Linked DNA regions of Mus musculus: regions 2 and 3 are each linked to region 1. The links are chromatin contacts, called in public HiChIP or PLAC-seq and promoter capture Hi-C maps. All regions are on one chromosome and are shown on one strand. Each heading gives the region's core, a stretch centred on a gene start, on an enhancer-like site or on the middle of the called end of the contact. The rest is flanking DNA. Distances are from core to core; before and after follow the strand shown.

Region 1 (2,626 bases), core at 42-2,541:
TAGTGCCACCACATAATAACCAAGGCCAGATAAATCACCCTCTTAGTTCTTCCAGATACTTCCTTCATACCCGCCTTCTGAGCTACTTTAGGGAGTTGTCATTTTAGGTTGCTTTTTGTTTGTTTGTTTGTTTTAATGACAAACTATTCTGTTCCTTTCTTCAAAAATCTTTGAAAGTGAACACACCCCCCCCTCCCTAAAATGAAAACCCCACAAATGAATTTCCTTGTTCTTTATATCCTTGTAATTATCTCACAGGCCTGCACCAGGACTGCATCTACATCCCTCAGTATCTATCAGGCCTACCTTCATACACACATACTTTCAGACTGCTCTGTCTCTCCAGGTCCAAACTTAGGTTATGCAAAACGATTCCTTCCAGAACGTTCCATGTGCCTCCCGGGTCCTGCATTTGCTGTTACTCCTGCCTAGGAATCAATCGTTCATAGCAATGACTTCCTCTGGCAGATTCCTGTTGTTCCTTCAATATCTAGTCATTTCCAAACCTCTGACCATCACCCTGTTTCACAGACTCCCCATTCCATGCCCCTCAGCCCTTTGAAAACTGAGATTGTTTTGTTCCCTATGAAAGCTGTATTGTTTTTGTGAGAGACCAGGTTTCAGTTCAATGCCCACAATTTAGAGATGGAGAAGCCTGCACATTCGAGGTGTCAAGACTTAAAAGGAACAGAAGCCGCAGGAATCTAAGAACTTGGGCCAGAACACAGAACCTCCAGGCTTTTAGCCAGTAAGATCAGCCCACATCAAAAAGCCACTTTTGAAGTTAACTCACATCTATCACTACAGTGTAACAATCACATGGCTACATTGTTACTTTGACATCCAACTCCCCTTTCCCCCACGTTTCCTGAAGGAAGAGCCAACATCCTCTTTTGGCTTCCAGGGGTGACTGCAGGGTTTTTCTCTCTCTTTCACAGTGAGGGGCCTGGGGTGGGCTCTGTCTGAAAGACTTCTGCTTTGGACGGGTCCCTGCTGGGTTGGTTTGTGTTTCTGGAAACCTCAGTGCCCCTCCGGATGGATGTAAGCAGATTTTAGGGTTGGAAGGAGCTCAAAGTCCTGGGAAGAGCAACATTCCAGGGCGCTCTGAAGCAGCCTTGAGAGGCGGGCTTCACACACTCTCCTGAACGACGGGACAAATAGGAGGGGTTGTCACTGCCACTGATAGAGACTGGACTGGAAAAGGTCGCTACGAATTCTTCGTGCGGTAGAAAGTCTCCGGAGGCGTGGCGCCCAGACCACGCCTCCGGTTCTGATTGGCTCCTTCGAAACAGGCGGCCGCGCTGGGCGACGAACTGCGGCGGCGGCGGCGGTTGGTTGCAGGCTTGCTGGCACGCACAGATTGAGCCCGAGTCGCCCGGAGAAGTGATCTCGCTCCCGGGCTGGTGAGTGACTTCCCTCTTGGATTTCTCTTTTCCTCCCTAACTTTCCGTTGCCTGTCCTGCGGCATCTTTGCTGCGCCTCAGCACGGACTCCCCACCCCCACCTCCCCAGTCTATAGCGTCCCGGTGGAGTTCAGGTGGGCTACAGAGCTGCAGGATTCCCTAGAACTCTGCGATTGGCTGACTGAGGGAGCCGCCTGCTATGATTGGCTCTTGGGGCTGTCACGGTGACGTTCAGCTCACCTTCCGACACCTGCCCGCTCTGGTGGGTAAGAGGGGCTATAAGTGTGAGCTCGGGAGCGGGAGGGGCGCGAGGTAGAGCCGCGACCTGTCCTGCTCTGAGACACAAACTAGTGCATGGTAGCCGGTCACCCTGCTGCCCAGCGCCCAGCCAGAAAGGTCACTTGATTCTTCTTCATCATCATCCTCAGAAAGGAAGGGATATAATCATTGGCCCAGGACAGACTCCTACTCATGATCACGCTGCTGTTTTGCCCCGTGATAGGCACTACAGACTCTTCCTTATTTCGCTTCTGCAGGGCTCAGATCTCCCAGACTTAACGGAATTAGGGAACATTAGTGGAGCCCTTGCACAACGCTCTCCCACCCACACCCCTGGGTTTGGAGAACTGAATTGGGGGAGGCTTGCAGAATGCCCTGGGAGGCGGAGGAACCATTTGAAGAGCTTGCATCCCCATGCATATCCCCCACCCCCACCCCACCCCAACCTCGTTCCATCCTGTCTCCTTTAAACCTAGGGGCCGAGTCGATCACATTAGAGTGCTCTGTAGTCTTTCTTTAAAACGAAGGAACGTGTTTTTCTGCGGGTCCAGTCTAGGTCAGAGTTTGGGTTTTGCTTAGCCCATGTGAGGTCGTTAATGACTACCCTTAGATAAGTAGTTCTGAATGGCTGTGGGCTCACTTCTCTTGAGCTTACACAGAATGATTGAAAATTGGGATTTCCCCACACCTTTAATTCCCTTCAGGAGGAAACTAGTAAGAATATTCTGGTGTAGATTCTGACGTGGTGCTGCATCTGACTCATCAGTTTTTAAAACTTACTATGGTCAGCTGACACTGCTTTCTAGCTGTCTGCTGCCATGACATTGGAGACGCTGGGCAGAGTTCCTTACCTCAGGCATGTTTTTCACCTTCCTGTTGAGAAAGTAAAGTGTACAACATGTTTTACTGTCTTTCAGTAGTTGTTCATGTTTGGATCAGGTACA
Region 2 (2,626 bases), core at 37-2,536, 430 kb before region 1:
TTTAATTTTTTTTACAAGTATCATTAAGTTGCCATTAAGAGATGTTTTAAGATAGAGTTATGTATGATGATAGATGCCTCCAAAAATACACAAGACACACTGAACAATCACGACTTGAGAACTAAAGAGCTTTCCTTGAATTTCATTGAGTGCTCTTCAGGCTTCCTGCCTCCTAAGAGATTTCATTTGTTCAATTCAACTTTTAATAGTTTCTCAAACATGCAGACAAACCCTGCTCTCTCTAGCTCTCTCTAGTATGGTGAATAAAGACTTTGACTTTTTTTAATGTCACCTTAGAAAGAACCTTTGAGAACTAATATTCGTCTCACCTGCAACATGTTAACATTAAAAGGCCTCTGCTGTATTTATTCCACACACGCTTTCCCAAGCCGGATGTTTCCCTCAGCTGTGTCTGGGAAACTGAAAGTAAACTAAAGCTGCCCAACCTGCCTCATCAAGTTTTACACACTCCTGATTGACATCTCAGAAGGTTCCCTGGCTTTGTTTTTGTGGGATCGTTACCCACTGCTGATGCTTTCTGCCCAAGAAGGAAGCAGCAATCCAGGGAGTCGGTGGCTTTCGCAGGATAACTGCAAGCATCCAACAAGCTTCTCATTTAAATAGCCAAATAGTAGGGGGTGGGCTTTCACAGCTGCAAACACAAACAGTACCAGGCATGCCGATTTCCTTCTAGCAACACCAGTACATGTACAAGTTCTGCACCACGGTTTAGAGAAAAGTAGCTGATTGACGCATTGATGGAAAAGCTATTTTAAAATTACTCCAAGAGTCTAAAGCATCGGTCTAACTGGGAGGCTCTTGCCTCCTCTTCACACACACGGTCTGTTTTCCTGTCTAATTTAAGAATGAATCGCTGACACCTCCAGGTGCAATATACCCTGAGGAGAGAACGTACCCATCACAATGCTAACGAGGGGTGTGCATACCACCACCACCACCCCGAGCCCGCAGTGAGTGCCAGTTCTTACCTTAGCAGATTAGACAGGGGCAGAGGTCCGGATCCACCACCCAGGATCCCTCCTTTCCTGCCAGATAGGAGTTTCTCCACCAGAGCCACATTGCCAGTACGAGCAGCTTCCAGCAGCTCCTGGTCCTTCCCCATAGTCTCTCACCGAGTCCGCTACAGAGTCCTTTCCCTGCTCCAGGTCCACTCCCCAAAAGCCAGGGCCCTCCCCGCCCCACCCTATAAGGATGCCCGGGCTTATTCCCTGCAGCCCCGCGCAGGGAGCAGCACGCCGTCCTCCTTCTCTCCGCGCAGCTTCTACAATGGGGAGCAGCCTGTGTTTGGGCAGAGGGGCTGGCCAAGCGGCGACGCGCCCCCACAGCCACTCCCCTGCATTCCCGAGGCCTCCTTCCCGCGGGTGGGGTGCGAGCGGGTGGGGACCGGGCCCGGGCGCTGCCGAGGAACGGAAGGAGGATGCTGAGCTCAGAGAACGCCGAGCCCTGAGCAGGATGCTCCGGCGCTGACAGGAGGATGCTGAGCAGCGGGGAGGATGCTCCGGCACTGAGGAGCTCAAGGAGCGCTCTGAGGCTGATGAGGAGGGAGCGAGTCGAGCGCGTCCTCCCCAGAGCTAGAGGGTATCGAACCACGGCAGCGGAGGCCCGTGCGTACAAACGCCCAGCCTGGATCCACCTGGGTTCCGCGCCCGGCGGGCTCGGGGCTTACACGGGGACGACGGCCGCGGCCCGCGGCTGGGGTGGCTGCGGCCCGCGCCGAGGCTGGGCTGTGCGGACGAGCCGCGGCGGGTGCGTGCGGAGGGCGGCGGCGGCGGCGGCGGCTCGGAGGCTCGGCGCGCGGGGGGCGTGTGCGCGCGGCAGGTGCGGCCCGGGGCCGACCGTGGGGCGGGCGGGGGGTTGGGGGGGGGGTGCAGTTCTGTGCCAGTGGGCGGGGTCCTCCTTGCTCCCTCCTCCGTGCTCCCTCCGCTCTCCTCCCTCCTTCCCCGCTCTTTGCTCCCTCTCCCTCCTCTCTCTTCTCCCCCCACCCCCCACCCCGCTTCTGCTCCCTTCTCCCGTCTCTGAAGAGGTTTAACTGTGTGAGTACTGGAGATCACCCCGCTAGCTGCTGAGGCGCCTTCTCTGCCTGAAGCCCAGAGTCAGTAACCAGACTTGGGGAAAATCTTCCACTAGGAGGTGATGGAGAACGAGGTGCTGAGAAGAGGCGCTTTTGCTGCAGTTTCTGTCCCAGTCCGGGGGACTTGAAGGATATTTCATCCTCTTGCTTTACCTCTCTGGTGAGAGTCTGAGATGTCCGTCCTTGGAAGAAGCTGAAGAGGTTTGGTTTATCCTAGTTTCTGAACCACTGAATGCCTTGTGACTTTTGCAGGTTTTTTAGGGTCTTTAATCAGCCTGAATTTTACTCGGGCTTTGGAGAGCTGCTGACTTGTGCAAATACCAGAAAAAGGGTTCTCATTGGAAATTCTTCCACATCCACCCTAGGAAAAATATAAATGGGCATGGATGAGAGAGCTGCTTTGATTTGCATATATCATCAGCAGTTCATTGTGTATGACTGCCTTGATTTTGTTGGATGTTTTCCTTGCTCGTGGCAGAGAACGCATGCTTATTTTCTTTTGAAACTTCCTGTGACAGCTTGTGGTCAGTTGAT
Region 3 (2,626 bases), core at 48-2,547, 260 kb before region 1:
TGGAACTCAAGCAGGTCAGGAAGCAGGAGCTGATGCAGAGGCCATGGAGGGATGTTACTTACTGGCTTGCCTCTCCTCGCTTGCTCAGCCTGTTCTCTTATCGAACCAAGACTAACCAGCCCAGAGATGGTCCCACCAACAAGGGGCCTTTCCCCCTTGATCACTAATTGAGAAAATGCCTTACAGCTGGATCTCATGGAGGCATTTCCTCAACTGAAGCTCCTTTCTCTGTGGTAACTCCAGCTGTGTCGAGTTGACACAAAACTAGCCAGTACACCATCTATGTCTCTTCTGCCCAGCTATTAGCTGTCAGCATCTTTATTCACCAAATAACTTGGGGGTGGGGGCAAGGTCACATAGCTTCACATGGGTCTACGTGAGGACTCTCTTGTCTCTGGGGCAACCAGGTCTTGGGGGCCTGCATTTAGCATTGCAATACACAGAAAAGACCAGACCTCAATATGCAATAGTCTTGGGATTTCAGTTATGTGCAGCCATAGTCGGCTTTTTAAAAAATATATATATATATTTATTTTATTTGTGTGAGTACACTGTAGCTGTCTTCAGACACACCAAAAGAGGGCATCAGATCCCATTACAGATGGTTGTGAGCCACCATGTGGTTGCTGGGAATGGAACTCAGAACCTCTGGAAGAGCAGTCAGTGCTCTTAACCACTGAGCCATCTCTCCAGCCCAAAATATTTTTTAATGTATTTTATGTGTATGTATATATCTCTGTGTAGCATATGTGCACCCAGTGCCTTTAGAGGCCAGAAGAGAGCATTGGATCCCCTGCAGCTAGAGTTAAACACAGTTATGAGCCAACCTGTGGGTGCTGGGAATTGAACTCAGAACCTCTGGAAGAACTGCTAGTGCACTAAACCACTGAGCCAACTCTCTAGGCCCATACTTGGCTTTTTAAGTAGAAGCTGAGGATTCACATCTGTGCAGCAAGCACCCTTACCTGCCTCTCATTCCCTTGTTGACCTTAAAGTTAGCATACAAAGTAATGGATTTCATTGTGGAATTTTCATACATGTCTGTATACTTTTAATTAGGAGCTTGAATCTAAGCACTCAAACCCAAGACAAATGAAACAGCTTTCATATAAAAAATTGAAACTGATACCAATTCAGTGAGTTTTTTAAGCACTTACATTTTAAACTCCATTTTCCTCTTGACTAGGGACCAAAAAAATGCGATGACAAAAATGCTTTCTTTTTCTGTGTAACTTTCAGGGGAAATTGAATCTGTAACCTATGCCACTTTAAGAGAATGGGGCCAGAGGGTGAACCAACCAGTGTGACAGGAAACAGCAAGAGTAAACAAGAGCAAAGGGGTGGGGGAGGGGCTGAGACAATGGGAAGGAAAGAAGGAAAACCACAAAAATCTCCACTCCCAGCGCCAGAAGAGGGCGTAAGCAAAATCGTGATTTTTAGATACTTATGATCTTAAAATATTTATTTCTTTTTTAAAAAAAAAATCTACTGAAATAATTTTTAAAAGTCTTATTTATTTTACATGCACGTGTGTGATGCTTACATGTATGCATGTGTACCATATACGTGCATGAATATGTGTCTGGTGTCATCCGAAGAGTCCACAAGAGTGGATCAGATCCCCTGCAACTGGTGTTACAGATGGAGTTACAGATGGCTGTAAACTGTCATGTGGGTGCTGGGAACTGAACCTAGGTCCTCAGAAAGAGCAACTGTTGAGCTCCAAACTGTCGAGCCATCTCTCCAGCCCTCTGATCCTCCATGTTTACATCAGTGATTCACAGCCATTAAGTCCTATCTCAAGAGAATAGCTTGAAATAATATTACCCTAAGGGAAATTTCCATTTTGTCCAGAGAGCTCAGGCAAGAAATGGGAAAAAGGACTTAAGGAAATGTACTATACCCTCCATAAGTATTTAGTGTGTAGTGCTAACAACATAAATGACTCAGCAGAAGCAAATAACTTGCACTTATTTTAAATGTTATATTTATAATATAAAATATATGTATATTTGAAAGGATCATGTGGATCCTTATATGTATATATGATATATACATATGTATATATGTAGCTGTCTCCATACACACCAGAAGAGGGCATTGGATCCCCATTACAGATGGTTGAAGGCCACCATGTGGTTGGGGAAACTTGAACTCAGGATCTCTGGAAGAGCAGTCAGTGCTCTTAACTGCTGATCCATATCTCCAGACCTTGTACTCCTTCTTAAAGATAACAACATATTTTAAAACAAGATTCTACAAACATGTTTGAAGACTATCCTCCCTCTCAGAATCACCACCCCTACCAGGCAACAGTTTGTGTTTACAAATTTATAGTGTTTTGCCTCAGGAGTGTTAGTTTAAAGCTTATGGGTGGTATCTTTTGACATTCTTAATGAGTTTCCTTTTTTTTTTTTCCTTTGTATCAAAGAGATACTGGGGTTAATATTAATTTAATTTTAATTTTAAAACGCCAACTGGTGAAGATAAAGAATCATCTCTCCCTTCTGTTTCTCAAAACTCCTTGTCTGTCAAGGGTTGGCAAGTGTGAAACCTTACAAAAGAAAGCAAAAACAAAAACAAAAACAAAACAAAACACCCTCCTCTCATACCCAAAGTAGAACTG

Evidence for each region. Promoter capture Hi-C pulls out the DNA fragments that hold promoters and counts their contacts. HiChIP or PLAC-seq counts read pairs in DNA pulled down with a chosen protein or histone mark.
Region 2: a contact with region 1 is called in a promoter capture Hi-C map of embryonic stem cells, with 2.1 times the contacts expected there. The contact joins the promoter of Anks1b here to the promoter of Gas2l3 in region 1. A contact is called at or near these places in 5 of 39 promoter capture datasets (embryonic stem cells, hippocampal neurons, liver and 2 more), 1 of 115 datasets of contacts at active chromatin or transcription factors (large pre-B cells) and 3 of 9 other capture datasets (adipose tissue, embryonic stem cells and liver).
Region 3: a contact with region 1 is called in an H3K4me3 HiChIP or PLAC-seq map of bone marrow-derived macrophages, with 4 times the contacts expected there. The contact joins the enhancer-like site here to the promoter of Gas2l3 in region 1. A contact is called at or near these places in 6 of 39 promoter capture datasets (the HPC-7 cell line, HPC-7-derived erythroid cells, cranial neural crest and 3 more), 13 of 484 Hi-C or Micro-C datasets (the G1E-ER4 cell line, brain, cerebellum and 8 more), 11 of 115 datasets of contacts at active chromatin or transcription factors (the 230-238 cell line, bone marrow-derived macrophages, effector CD8 T cells and 4 more) and 2 of 9 other capture datasets (adipose tissue and liver).

Annotation. Positions count from the first base shown.
Region 1 is chr10:89,442,632-89,445,257 of GRCm38.p6, reverse strand. Gas2l3 (growth arrest-specific 2 like 3) reads left to right here and starts at 1,291. Exons shown (of 11, transcript NM_001033331.2): 1 at 1,291-1,403.
Region 2 is chr10:89,872,169-89,874,794 of GRCm38.p6, reverse strand. Anks1b (ankyrin repeat and sterile alpha motif domain containing 1B) reads right to left here and starts at 1,286. Exons shown (of 27, transcript NM_001359241.1): 1 at 990-1,286. The coding sequence starts at 1,123.
Region 3 is chr10:89,701,957-89,704,582 of GRCm38.p6, reverse strand. No RefSeq gene overlaps it. Among named protein-coding and RNA genes, the nearest start is that of 1500026H17Rik, 17 kb to the right of the region's middle. Within about 2 kb of position 1,297, at least 42 of the 459 cell types and tissues checked have an H3K27ac peak or open chromatin away from gene starts, as enhancers often do. A contact at or near this core is called in the HPC-7 cell line, adipose tissue, bone marrow-derived macrophages and 2 more, where this site is marked.